3 separate regions of the Mus musculus genome follow, and all the other regions are linked to region 2. The links are chromatin contacts, called in public Hi-C maps. All regions are on one chromosome and are shown on one strand. The core of a region is the stretch at or near the end of the contact, and the rest is flanking DNA. Distances in the headings are between cores, read along the strand shown. Region 1 overlaps Antxr1 (anthrax toxin receptor 1). Region 2 overlaps Antxr1 (anthrax toxin receptor 1). Region 3 overlaps Antxr1 (anthrax toxin receptor 1).

Region 1 (4,213 bases), core at 1,458-3,957, 100 kb before region 2:
CATTTCCTGTAAGCAGTGAACTGTGAAGGGCAGAGGGAGGGTTCTGAGGATCAGGAGCATTAGAGTGGGGTGCCCTGGGTAAGGTGTATCCTGCTTCCTCCCTGCTACAGACTCATCACACAGTGTTGGATTATACAACTTCTCTGTACAAGGCGCTGGCATTCCAGTGGGGCTGCTGGGTCAGATGTTTGAGCTGTTCTGGAAACCAAATGTGTGCACTGACATGAAAATTGTGCCAGGCAGGGTAAGAGCCCGCCTCTCACTCCGGCTCTTCTCCCCAGGCCTAAGTGGTTGCATGGTTTGGTTCTCATCATTGGGTCCCTGCTGTCTTCCTTCCTCAACAAGCTGAGGCTGAGCCAACCAGACATGTGGGGACCTTCTTTTATAGAGGCCTCAACAGCTGAACTGGCGGTGCTGAACATGGTGTTAGAGAAGGGAGCTTGGCGTGCAGCCTCTTTCCAGCCTCTCCTCTCCCTTTGCTGATCTGTGAGGAAACGGGAGGGAGGCCTAAGGCAAGGCAGAAAACATGCAAAATCAGCAGAAGTGTCAACCAGATGTCTATATGCCTGGCATTCAAACTAGAAACTAGCTGACTTGAGGAAATAAGATGCAGTAAGTGTCTACCGCCCACTGAACCAGATGATGTTCAGCAATGCACCGGAGTGTGGAGCATATAAAGTGTTAAATCCACTTTTCTTAACTTAGCAATTGTGTGCAAGTATCAACATGCGTATATAAATCCTTACTGCTCATGACTGCAGTCCTGAAAAAAAGTATCGATTAATGAAGTTCCCAACCCAAGGCTCTGACCCTGAGAATATGAGTCTAACTTTGCTGGTTCTGGGCAAATTATCAAAAGATCAGAACTTTAATCCCATTGCCCTCCTGGTCTCATCTGACTCCTCCCTTTCCCTCCTATTTGCAATATCAACCCTCCATGCCTCTGGCTTCCTCACAATTAGTCTCTGGCTCATGTGTAGGTCTTGACAAATGAGCCACCGGTCCAAAGTTAGGATTACCAAATGGTTTTAGGAGGATAGCGGATGAGGGCAAAGTGAGCAGTCACTGGTGCCTGGTTGCCCTGGATTCCAGATCAGGTCTGGGGTCTTTTTAATCTGTGTGCTCTTGCGTGATTCCATCTTGTCTACGAGATCACTTTCTCAGCTGCACCCACTGGCTTGTGGGGAGATGGAAATGATATCAAATCCATACCGTGCTCATCACTGGACTGGCACAATGAGGGGCCATTAGCCATCAGTGATTGGTTTGGCAAACAAGATCTCTGAGTTCCATGGGGATGACTGTGACATAAGCTCAGGATATTTATTTAGCTTTGAAAGAGTCACATGTGCTAGCTCCCTAACACATTCTCCCTCTGACAGTCTCTGCTTGGGGAGCTGCTTACTTCAGGAACACTTTCACAGTCGCCGCAGCTTTCTTCTGACCCTGCGCTGTCTCTGTATATTGCTAAAGCATTGTTCCAAACCCCAATTTTCAATGATACACAGGTAATCAAGATAAAGGCGAGTGAGGTCTGGGCAGATGGCTCAGGTGGTAACGTGCTTGGTACCTGGATCTGAGTTCAATCCCCAGAACATGGGTTCAAGAAGAGAGAACTCTTAAAGCCATCCTGGTGGTACATATGTGTAACTTTGTCACTGGGAAGACAGAGGCAACTGGGCTCACTGGCCCTCCAGCCCAGCTTACTTAGCAACCAGAAAGTCAGGGAGAGACTCTGCTTCAAAAACCAGGATAGGCAGTTCCTGAGGAGCAACGTCTAAGGTTGTTCCTCTGGCCTCTAGATGCAAGTGCACAGACACACATAAATAAATAAATAAATAAATAAATAAATAAATAAAAATAGAATCAATTGCCTGATATCTAGTATAAACAGGTATTCGCATGTCACTAACTGGCTGCTTTCCTTGGTAGGACAATATTATAAAGAGATTTTTTAACCTGTAACAATGTCAATCGTACATGTTAATAATTGGATGTACACTCTACCAGTGTGAAATTGATATGCAAGCCTATGAGGTTTCTTCTAGTCATAGAGAAATGGCAGTGCACTGAAGTCCCAGTGTCCCTTCAAGCAGGTCATGCTTGCCACCTGACCTCCACAGAGTGCAGTAGCTGTATACAGTGACACCTACACAAGACAGCTGTGTCCCCAGGGGAGAGGAGAGAGCTGTAGAGGTTTCATACAACTGCTAACCTCAAGGAATGCTGTTCTGGTTGGGGGAGAAAGAGACTAAAGCCCATGACCAGACATTACATAACCGTGTGCCCAGCAAAGGTTTAAGCGCAGGCTCTGATGTGCCAGGGACCTTAGGCTGATGAGGCATCTGGGGTCTGAAGAAAGTCTCCTGGGAGATTCCAAACCGTAAATTGGACTGAAGGAGGGATGTTGGGGAGGAAGGAAGGACCCTTCCCTCTGTCCCCTCTGGTTGTTTTAGAATGGTCTAGACTTGAAAAGTGGGTAAGCTTTAAATAGAGAGGAGGTGGGCGGGGGTGGGGGGCATTGCAGGCAGGAGCTACGGTAGGGACGCTCAGTGAGTAGAAGAAACCTCCGTGTCCCTCTTGATCTCCTACCTGACCTGATCCCTGGGATTCTGAAGCTTCTTGAAATCGCAGCCAGGGGCTCTGTGGCGGGCAGACAGCGAGTTTACAGGCGATGGTCATGTAACATGTGCTGTGGTTCCTCTTTTCAGAGTCCTTTCAAGTGGTCGTAAGAGGAAATGGCTTCCGACATGCCCGCAATGTGGACAGGGTCCTCTGCAGCTTCAAAATCAATGACTCAGTCACGCTCAGTAAGTCCTGGTGTCGCTGGTGTGTGTGTGTGGGGGGGGGGGGCTTGCCAGCAATGTCATTTATATGACACTGGGGGTGGGGGATGGGAGGTTTCCCAGCACAGCCTCTTACAGGGGCCTTCAGAGACCTGTTCAGTGCTAATGACGTGGTGGTGGTGGTGGTGGTGGTGGGGGAACTGGTCTATTGACGTTCTTGATTCTGACCTGAATCTGGACCCCTCCTGGGTAGGTACAAAACAAGGTTGCCCATCTTGGGGAGCAAGATGAGGCTTGGCATGAGTTGTCCCTCTGTATCCCCAGCACTGAACCAGCCCTAAGGAGGCAGTGAGTGCCTGCTTCCCTCCTGTGGCCTAAGTACTTCACCACCCGTGCAGACCCAGCTTAGTTAGGGCCTGTGGAGCTCAAGGCTTCTCAACAAAGCACTGGAGACTCTAGAGGAAGAATGAAAACAAGATGGTCTAAACAGATTAATCCTGAATAAAGCAAAAACCAGAATCCTGGACTCGCATGTGTGGACTCTGGGACTTTTTCAATCTGGAAGGTTTTTTGCTGGGAGTAGCCAAGAAACTCTCATTGTAATGAATTCCTCACATAAAGTCAGGAAAATGGAAGTAAACCTAATGTATCTTATGAGGGAAAACAGATCATCATAACAATGGAACCTCGGGGAGGCGTTTGCAGCAGGCAAGATCTGAATTTAAAGACGTGTGACTCAGTGGCTGTCCAGGAGAGATGGAGGGAGGTCTGGTTCCAGAAGGGCAGATGCTGGGAGCCTGGTTATTATTTGCATCTGGCGTCCATCACAGGGACAATTCCTGACTTCTGTCTGCAGTGATAAACAGCAGCCACAGGGGGCTGTAGTTTCCATCACACTGGGTGCTCCTGGGCTTCAATCCTTTCTGCTTGGCAGCCCAGAGGCTTAGGAGGGAAGGAAGGCAGACCACACCCACACGCAGCTCACCGCCCACTCTGGGTCTTCTCCTTGTGGCCCCAGAAGACAGGGGGTCTAACGCTATTTTTAAGTTAGGAAAACTGAAGGACACACCTTTTTTTCTCTCCTTGACACCTTGAAACCCTCTTAATTGTGTTTAGACACAAGCAGCGGCTTCCTCATAGACATCTGGAATCTCTGGCTTGGGATAATATCAAACATTGAAAGCATTCAGTTAGTTTTATTTAACATTGGGACTGCTCTTGTGTGTCCAAAATGTGTGTGCTGTTTGAAACCATTTTTCATTGTCCACAATGTAGAAGCTGCTTCCAAAGTCACTGTAAATCCCCAGTCTCAAGGAAAGGCAGAAACTCTCGGAGGATTTGATTTTTTCATCCCAAAACAGTGAGCTTTTGAACTGGCCTTCTGTGAGGGCAAACCCTAGGGGTTAGGGATCGTGTTCGGAGGGGAC
Region 2 (3,835 bases), core at 493-2,992:
AACATCACAGTGAACACGGTGACACAGAAAAAAAAAAGCTTTAATATTTAAGAGTTTCCTAAAGTGAAAAATGTCTAACATTTTCATTACACATTGCATTCTTACAATCAAAATAACCAAGCTGAAATGATGAGTAAAAATCATCTAAAAATCCGTGGCTTCACCTATGAGGAAGGGGCTGAAGATCTTCGATGAGTTGTTTAGCCTGAGAGCAGGCAGGTGTACTCAGACTCATAGCTGCTGCTATTGAGGGAGCAAAACCCATACTCTGTGCCCCTGTGAGCTTAGACCCTGACACATGAACACTGAGTGTCCTCGCTTCCACCTTGTCCCATCCACAGTCACTGTGGCTGCTGTCCGCTTTGACAGAGCGGCCAGGTCTTTGTCTCTGTGTAGCAATGAAGGTGATGAGGTCAGGCTACTGTGTCAGCCATCTTTCACAGATGGTCTGTGTCAGTACAGTCAGGTTATCTCTGGCAGTAGCAAGCCAAAAGTAAGTACAACTAATATCCTAAAATAAACTAGGATCTCCTCAGAAGGTACACTGTTCAATGCCTGCAGTCTTTCAAGATTGCCCCTTTATTCCCATAAAAAATATCACCCTTGGGCATAGTAGGTAAAGTACTTGCCCTGGTCTGATTTCCAGAACATGGGTGTTTGTTGATTTGTTTACCAGGCATGGCAGTGTGCACCCAGAACCCCAGCTCTGGGGATGTGGAAACAGGCAGATCCCTGAGGCCACCTGGAGAGCCAACCCCGCTGAGTCAGCAAACTCCAGGTTCAGTGAGAAGCCCTGTCTCAAAAGTCAAGGTAGAGAACAACTGAGGAAGTCACTTGGGACTGACCACGGCCTCTGTGCACACACAGAGATTGCTGAATCCCATCTGGACTCAGGTTGTGCCTAATAAAGAAGCAGCAGTCATACGACTCTCCCTCCCTTGAGAGCTGTACCCTGAAACCGCAAACCTGGCTTGTTCTGCATCCAAGTGCCCACTGCCCCACCATCAGCTCAGGTGCTCTACACAGGCAAGCGGGACTATGGGATGTGCTGGACAGCTGTGGGGCAATGCTCAGACTCATGCAACACCTAGCTCCGATCCCACACAGCTGCTGTCTCAATTCCCCAAAACATATGCCTGGGGCTGCTGGCACCTTTAAAAACATCACTTTTCCAGGCCAGGAAGATGGCTCAGACCATGTGAGAACCACCCAACCAGCCCTCCGTGCTCTCTATACCTTCATCTCTTTGCCTGTCCCGTCCTCAAATCCCTTTCCACAGACGTTTACCAACACTGGATGTGACGGCCCTCAAAGCCCATGGCACAGCTTTAAAAAGTATAGATAAGTACTCTGATAATCCTTCACTCCTCAGTGGCCATATCTAGGGACTTCCCCTTGCTAACGTGCCGGCATCTTAAGAACATCTCAGTATGAGAACCTAAAGGACTCCTCAATTTTTAACTGTGAAACTTGGGAGTAGTCTGAACACGCCATCTGTGTAGGGCCCAGAACAGGGTGTCAGATCTCAAGACAAGATGTCTGAGGGTCCCCCACACCCACAACCGTGTCTGCTTTCATCGTCGTGACAAACACTTCAGAAAGCTACCTTAAAAGAGGAAGTTCGCTATGGCTCACCCTTTCAGAAGTTTCAGCCTCAGTTTGGCTGGTCCCACTGCCTGGGTAGAATACTGCGAGCACGTGACAGAGAAGGCTGCACTCCTCATAAACAGTGAGATAGGAAGAGACAGGACGGAGGTGGGGCGTGAGCTGAGCAGAGGCACACAGAGGTGACGTTAAACCCCAGGTCCCTCTGCAGCGCCACGGCCTCCTTCCTCAGCTCCCCAGTCAGCCTACTAACGGAACACGGGGAGGTGCCTGGTACTGTTCCAGAAGCTTCTTCCAGACCATATACTACAACAAAGTGCTGAGCTTTGAAAGAGGGGGGCACTAGAAAACACAAAGGCACCAGGTGGAAATGGCTGCAGCCACAAGAAGACAAGGCTTCTGGGCCCAGGGCCATCACTTCTCACAGCTGCGTTCCTCTGCCTCCTACCCAGCCACATCTGTCAGCCACATCTGTCAGCCTCGGGAACCTCTTCCTTAGTTAAATGGGAGGGGTCAGCGACCACAGCCTCAGAGGGGACACTGAGCCAAACCGCTGCCGTTCACAGCGGGGTCCTCCAGGGCTGAGCAACCTGGGTCTTAGTAAGCATGAGGTCACCTTTCCTCTCCCAGGAGTCTCAGGGTTATTTGAGTTCATGACTGAATTCACTCCAGGGCTGGTCTCCGAGAAAGGCCCTATGAGGCCCAGCTCTATCGCTAGCCATTGTGAGTCAGAGACCCGTGGAAGGCCGATCACTTGAAGGCTGCGGAGTTGACCATCAAGGCAGGAGTACACACAGGCCACTCTTGTCCCACAGCTCTCCTCAGTTCATTGGAAGAGGAAAGTGTGGGAGTCACAGCAGTGAGCAGAAAACATGGGAAAGCAGAGAAGTGAGTAGAGTAGCCAGAGCCTGGTTAGGCACCCAAAATGGCGTTTGCCCTGCTGGTAAGGCATTGTACAATCAGGAGGGACCAGGCGATGCCACCCATTTAGGCACATTCATTTAAAGTATCCCGTCTCAAAATTGTGTTCAGGCCTCCAGTAGGCTCCAGTGTCCTTCCTTATTATGAAACCAGGTACAGCTGAGCCTGAGGTGAGCCTGGGTCAGAATACAGACCAGCGGCATTTCTTTGATGCAGGAGACACCAGCCGAGATTCTTCCTAAGTCCAGTCCTTAGGAACAAATAGGCTTTGTTAGGGCTGGGCACCCAGCTCAGCAGCAGCAGCAGCCTCGCCCAACATGCCCATGGCTTCAGCTCCACTACCCACCCACTGCCACCCAGGTTGTTTTTAATTTAGGAATTATCAAGACTATTTATACCCTACCCTCTCTAATAGGTTTAAGGCAGGTCTTTCTTTTAAAGATTCTTTCTGAAATCTAACTAGGAGTGTTATGAGTGATTTCTCCCCAGATCATACAGAACATCAGCCTGGCCCAGCCCGCGTATCTTAGAGCTGATGAGGTCTCTCCTGAACCACAGAAATGAGGCTGGTCGGTACCAGGGCACTGCAGGCCTGGCTGTACAGGGTTTCATAATGAGGAAGGATATTGGAGCCTAGTGGAGGCCTGAAAACAATTTTGAGGTTGGATCACTTAAATTAATGCTCCTAAATGAATCCCAGATTCTCGGGGCTATAAATTTTCCATTTCTCTGACCGTACAACTGCAGATGTCATCTGAGAGCCTCCAGGGCTCCGGAGAACTGTCCGCCTTTGGTTTCAGTTTAGGAGGCAGGCAGGGTCACGGTGAGCCTCACCTGAGAACAGCAGGACATCCAGTTACCTAGCGGAAATTAAGAGGCACCCCCAAAGCTCTGCCTAACCCCGGGATGTCACCGCGAGAGCCTGCCGTAGCCTCTAGATACTTAGTCCTGTGGCCTCTCCTTTGCAATTAAACTTTTTCTTTAGGATTGCCTTTCTTGAATTATATAATTTTGGATCACCCATCAGCTGATCCAGCAAAAACTCAATAAATCCAAACAAGGTGTTCAGTATGGTCTCCCCATGTGGGCAAAGGCCCAGAGGCCTTCAGCCTTATCATCCCACCAACCCCTAGGAGTGGTCCTTATCCCAAGACCGGAAGGAGAGGTCACGCGCTTCACTTTGTTGTGGTGGTGGTGGTTGTTGTTGTGGTTATGGTTGTTGTTGTTGTTGTTATGGTTGTTGTTGTTTGGTTTTGGTTTTGTTTCTTTTTCTGCTCTTCATTTTTAAGACACAAGCTAGACCTGCACA
Region 3 (4,256 bases), core at 494-2,993, 75 kb before region 2:
AGTAAATCTTTAAAGCAAGCAAGACAAAAATAATAAGACAAGACTTGCGTAGCAACAGGGCAACTATTAGTTGAGCATAGCAGATGTGAAAGAAGAGAAACAGGCAGGTATCCTCAGAGCTGTGTTCTCGCTGGAGAGGTTAGATGGGAAGACGAGCCAAAGCTAGTGTGGCCACAGGCTGGGCTGCACAGGCCGAGGTCACTCACACAGCGGACTGAGAGAGCAATGCACACTGGGGTCACTGCCCACCCACCCTGCCCAGTCTCCTCCCTTCTCATAAGGAGTGTTATGAATTATTATAGTTTATACTTTACTCTCCCATTTCTCCAACTAAAATCTGTCAAATTGCTGTGACCTCTCCCTCCTCCCCCCCCCCCCCCCCGAGTGCTGAGGCTGTGTGGCCTTAAGGTAATTTGTGACTGCCATATTTCATTAGGATCCTTGTCTTCCAGTCAGAGGGTCAGAAGCCAGGGCCTCCCGTGCCAGGCCTCAGCCTTTGCCCTAGTTTAGCTTTGCTTTTCCTAGTCTTCTGTTTCTCGGTCTCTCCCCCTTTCTACTTTGACAACTTAAGCTTTGAGGTGTCCCAACATCCGATATAAGCTTGTGTAAACTGTATATTTAATGAGCCCAGTTGTTGAATAAGAGCCTGAGGCAGTGTGTGTGTGTGTGTGTGTGTGTGTGTGTGTGCGTGCGTGCGTGCGTGCGTGCGTGCGTGCGTGCGTGTGTGTGTGTGTGTGTGCCACAGGTGCACAGGCCTTAGAGGACGGCCAGTGTGCCCACTCACACCTGCTCCTGGTGGCCCAGGCTAAGCCAGAGGGCTGAAGCGTAGGCTGACTTCTGGGTTAGTAACCAGCTATGATGGCGAGCTGACAACATGGGATGCACAACGTAGAGGATCCAGAAGCTGGATCAGTGGGAGGAAACATGGAAAGAATGAGGAGAAGAAAGAGGAGGGTAACAATGTGGGAAATTGGATCAAGAGTAGAGCCTGAGACCTTCCTCCTGAGGCTCCTAAGCTAACTGACCACAATTTAAACACAAAATCAGCAGGCTAGGCCATGACCCAGTGGGAGATGCTTGGCCCAGCTCAGACAATATTGGCAACTTATAGTCACACTGCCATAAATCACATTGTCCTGGGCTCTCAGGTGACTTTCTCCTCAGGATCTTATTTAGAAATGGCTCAGTGGCTAAAGGTACTTGCCACCAAGTCTAAGAACCAAAGTTCCGTCCCCAAGAGTCATTGCCATAGAAGGAAAGAACCGGCTCCTCAGAGTTGCCCTCCACCTACACACACACACATACACACACACACACACACACCCACACACCACCACCACCACCACCACCACAATCACACACTCACACAGACACACACACTCACACACACAGACACACACACATACACACCACACACAAACATACACACTACAAACATTCATAGCACACACAGACACAACACACATACACAACACACACCACCACACCACACATACATCATACCATACTACACACACACACCCCAATACACAGCACATACCACATACACCACACCACCCATCCCACACAGAAACTACACACAAATGAGTCTAATTTTTTTTTAATTGTAAAGAAGATCTCATCTGGGACTGACACAAATCATATCACCCGAGTCCCCAAAGCAAACACATTCTTCCCTCTGTCCCCTGGAGAGCAGCGAAGTCTCACGGGTAAACACCTGCCCCTTCCAGGAACAGCTGTGCCCCCATATGTACTAGAGTCACAGGAAATTCAGAGGCATACTTCTCCCTGGACACAGTGCCACAGCTGCAGGCGCCCGCCCGCCCGCCCGCCTGCATTCCTTTGCCTTCATGTGGCTGCTAAAGCAGGTGTTCATTCGCTCAGCGCCCAGAGCAGAGAGTTTAATGTTTTGTTCAATTCCTTCCAAGATTAAAAAGTACTTGAATAAGTGACAACCAAAATATTCCTAGGATTCTTTTAAGCACAACCCAACATCAGGAAAGCGGCTTCGCTCTCAAGCATGAAAACAGTCTCCTTTTACCTGAGTTCATGGACTTAGAAAAGGCACCCCTAACACTTGAAGTTCTTAAGATCATCACAGAAGGTCCAAGCCCAGCCTAGATATATGTCAAATCTGTCTTTAAGAAGAAGACCTGGAAGCCATTAAAACTTTTAGAATGAGTCCGATTTGCCACAGATACTGTATGTGTGAGCATCCTGCATTCTGTGGCGCCTCCCCATCCTACCTGCGCCTTGTCCATGAACCTCTGGTTTATCTTCCTTCCACTCCCAGCCCCCCAGTTTCACTGTACTCCCAAGGCCAGCCAAGGGCTGTCTGGACTTGCCACAGACTGTGCCCTGGCTAGTGCCTTACCTGTACTGTGCTGTAGGGTGTTGTCACCTTCTTCGTCCAAAGCCAAGCTCTCTGCAGAGAGGCTGGTAGGGTTGTTTCCAGCAAGGGTCTGTGGCAGGGATGTAGCTTCAGGAGACGCATGACAGGCATTACCTGCTGAATTCTCATTTCTTCCTATCTATCCATAGTTAAGTCACTGTTCTCAGTCATTCCTTTGGACAAGTCATTCCATTTGAAACACTGTACTGTGCCTAAAAGGAGAAAAGAGACCAAATCGGATGTACACTCTGGAAGCTCCCTCACGGAGAAAGAACCCCTGTAAGACAGCATTCTCAACCTGTGGGGCAAAGACTCTTTGCACAGCAGATCTTCACACTGTGATCTGTAACAGTAGCAAAATTACAGATATGGAGTAGAAACGAAATAGTCGGATGGTTGGGTCACTACAACATGAAGAATTGTGTTTAAGGGTCTCAGTATTAGGGGGATTGAGAACCGCTGTTGTAAGATACAGAAAATCCAGAGACAGAATTAATGTAAGCACAACCCCTAGAGGTCGGCGGTGACACCCTCTGCTCTGTCTTCCCGTCCAGCTACGTGGTTTGTGATTGCAAAGTCTTCTGTATCTTTGGAGTGCCTTAGGAAGGCCAAGCACATAGTAGTTGCTTTATGTGTTAGAGACTTTTGTCTTATCCAGCACCAAAAGTCAGTTGTCCAGGCAATGAAGGTTAGAAAAGATATTTCAGGAAGAAACTGGGAGAAAGGTGAAGTGGGCACAGCACCAGGTCCCACTGAGCTTTGTCAGAGCACCAAGAAGGGAGTTTGGAGGGCAGTGGAGACCTGAGGAAGGGCTGGTGAGGAGGAACCAGAACTGTGCACGCTCAAGGGGATGTGGGTTCTCAGGATTTGATGGATGCCCTGGACTTTCAGGAAGAAACTTGTGAGCTTGTATGTGCATGCGACTCCTTTTCCAAAGAGAGGGGTGTGCTGTTGCCACTAAATTCTCAAATGTTAGGAATATTTTTAGTCACAGACAGGAGGCTGAGGAGGAGCAGGTTCAGTGCTGAGCAGAGAGCGGAATACTGAAAACCTGGGGTGGATCTGGCCTCTGTAAGGAAGGCCACCTGGAGACTCTAACCTCACCTGCCAGGGGAGGGGGCGGAGCCAGATTGGATTGGGATGTGGGTCAGAGAAACAGGATACACTGGCAAGTGGTAAGAGGGGAGAAAAAAGGATAGAAAAAAATTTCAGTTCACTTCAGCTTTCCAGCTGGGGTTGACAGAGGACGAGAGCAGGCAGGTTAGAGTGGGAAATGCAATCTCAACCTGGACCACTGTGCTTGAGAGGCCAGTGGGAAGAGGAGCAGGGGACCAGTCTAGACTCAGGATAAAGACTTTTGTATCTAGATCAGAGTTTAAACCCAGCAAGAAAGTGAGCTAGAAAGGGCTAGAAAGAAAGCAACAGACTGGGAATGGGCCTGTGAGTCACATGACCCAATAACCAGACCTCATCCCAACCTAATGCCACCAAAATGAAGACTTCGGAATGGTTAAACCCAGAGTTAAGGAAATGAAAGATTTCTTAATGGCAGGAGAGGGGAGGGGAGTAAGGAAGGATGGCTCCGTAGAGCGTGCTGGCTTTCCCAAAGCTAGATGCCTGCAGAAACCTGGGGAGAATCTGGGAAGCAAGGAGGAGAGATGGCGAAGGGGCGGGCCAACAGACACAGATGCAGGGGATAGGATTCCAGTGACATGAGGGGACAGGGATGCCAGATAAGCCAGAAATAACAGCAGAAGACACAGCTCCAGGAAGAGAGGATTCTGGTCTCCAGCTTTGCCCATCCCGAGCTTCTCAGCAGCAATAAAATGACTTAAATTTCATCTTACAAAATAAAACTTGCCCA

Evidence for each region. Hi-C and Micro-C count contacts between places; a contact is called where the count stands out from the background.
Region 1: a contact with region 2 is called in a Hi-C map of pre-megakaryocyte-erythroid progenitors, with 2.3 times the contacts expected there. The contact joins two enhancer-like sites. A contact is called at or near these places in 1 of 15 datasets of contacts at CTCF or cohesin (CD8 T cells), 4 of 484 Hi-C or Micro-C datasets (the N1E-115 cell line, bone marrow-derived macrophages, nephron progenitors and 1 more), 4 of 115 datasets of contacts at active chromatin or transcription factors (T-cell acute lymphoblastic leukemia, double positive thymocytes, embryonic stem cells and 1 more) and 3 of 9 other capture datasets (adipose tissue, liver and pancreatic islet).
Region 3: a contact with region 2 is called in a Hi-C map of double positive thymocytes, with 1.5 times the contacts expected there. The contact joins two enhancer-like sites. A contact is called at or near these places in 4 of 484 Hi-C or Micro-C datasets (DN3 thymocytes, bone marrow-derived macrophages, double positive thymocytes and 1 more), 6 of 115 datasets of contacts at active chromatin or transcription factors (T-cell acute lymphoblastic leukemia, embryonic stem cells, large pre-B cells and 1 more) and 1 of 9 other capture datasets (embryonic stem cells).

The regions. Positions count from the first base shown.
Region 1 is chr6:87,254,380-87,258,592 of GRCm38.p6, reverse strand. Antxr1 (anthrax toxin receptor 1) reads left to right here. Exons shown (of 18, transcript NM_054041.2): 10 at 2,712-2,810. The region is part of intron 3 of Gm38851 (a long non-coding RNA gene); the gene reads right to left. Among named protein-coding and RNA genes, the nearest start is that of Gm34170, 26 kb to the left of the region's middle. Within about 2 kb of position 2,707, at least 61 of the 459 cell types and tissues checked have an H3K27ac peak or open chromatin away from gene starts, as enhancers often do. A contact at or near this core is called in bone marrow-derived macrophages, fibro-adipogenic progenitors and pre-megakaryocyte-erythroid progenitors, where this site is marked.
Region 2 is chr6:87,150,953-87,154,787 of GRCm38.p6, reverse strand. All of the region lies in intron 17 of Antxr1 (anthrax toxin receptor 1), which reads left to right. Among named protein-coding and RNA genes, the nearest start is that of D6Ertd527e, 48 kb to the right of the region's middle. Within about 2 kb of position 1,742, at least 167 of the 459 cell types and tissues checked have an H3K27ac peak or open chromatin away from gene starts, as enhancers often do. A contact at or near this core is called in DN3 thymocytes, T-cell acute lymphoblastic leukemia, bone marrow-derived macrophages and 3 more, where this site is marked.
Region 3 is chr6:87,225,643-87,229,898 of GRCm38.p6, reverse strand. All of the region lies in intron 12 of Antxr1 (anthrax toxin receptor 1), which reads left to right. Gm38851 (a long non-coding RNA gene) reads right to left here. Exons shown (of 4, transcript XR_003956461.1): 3 at 2,375-2,604. Among named protein-coding and RNA genes, the nearest start is that of Gm38851, 4.6 kb to the right of the region's middle. Within about 2 kb of position 1,743, at least 20 of the 459 cell types and tissues checked have an H3K27ac peak or open chromatin away from gene starts, as enhancers often do. A contact at or near this core is called in DN3 thymocytes, T-cell acute lymphoblastic leukemia and double positive thymocytes, where this site is marked.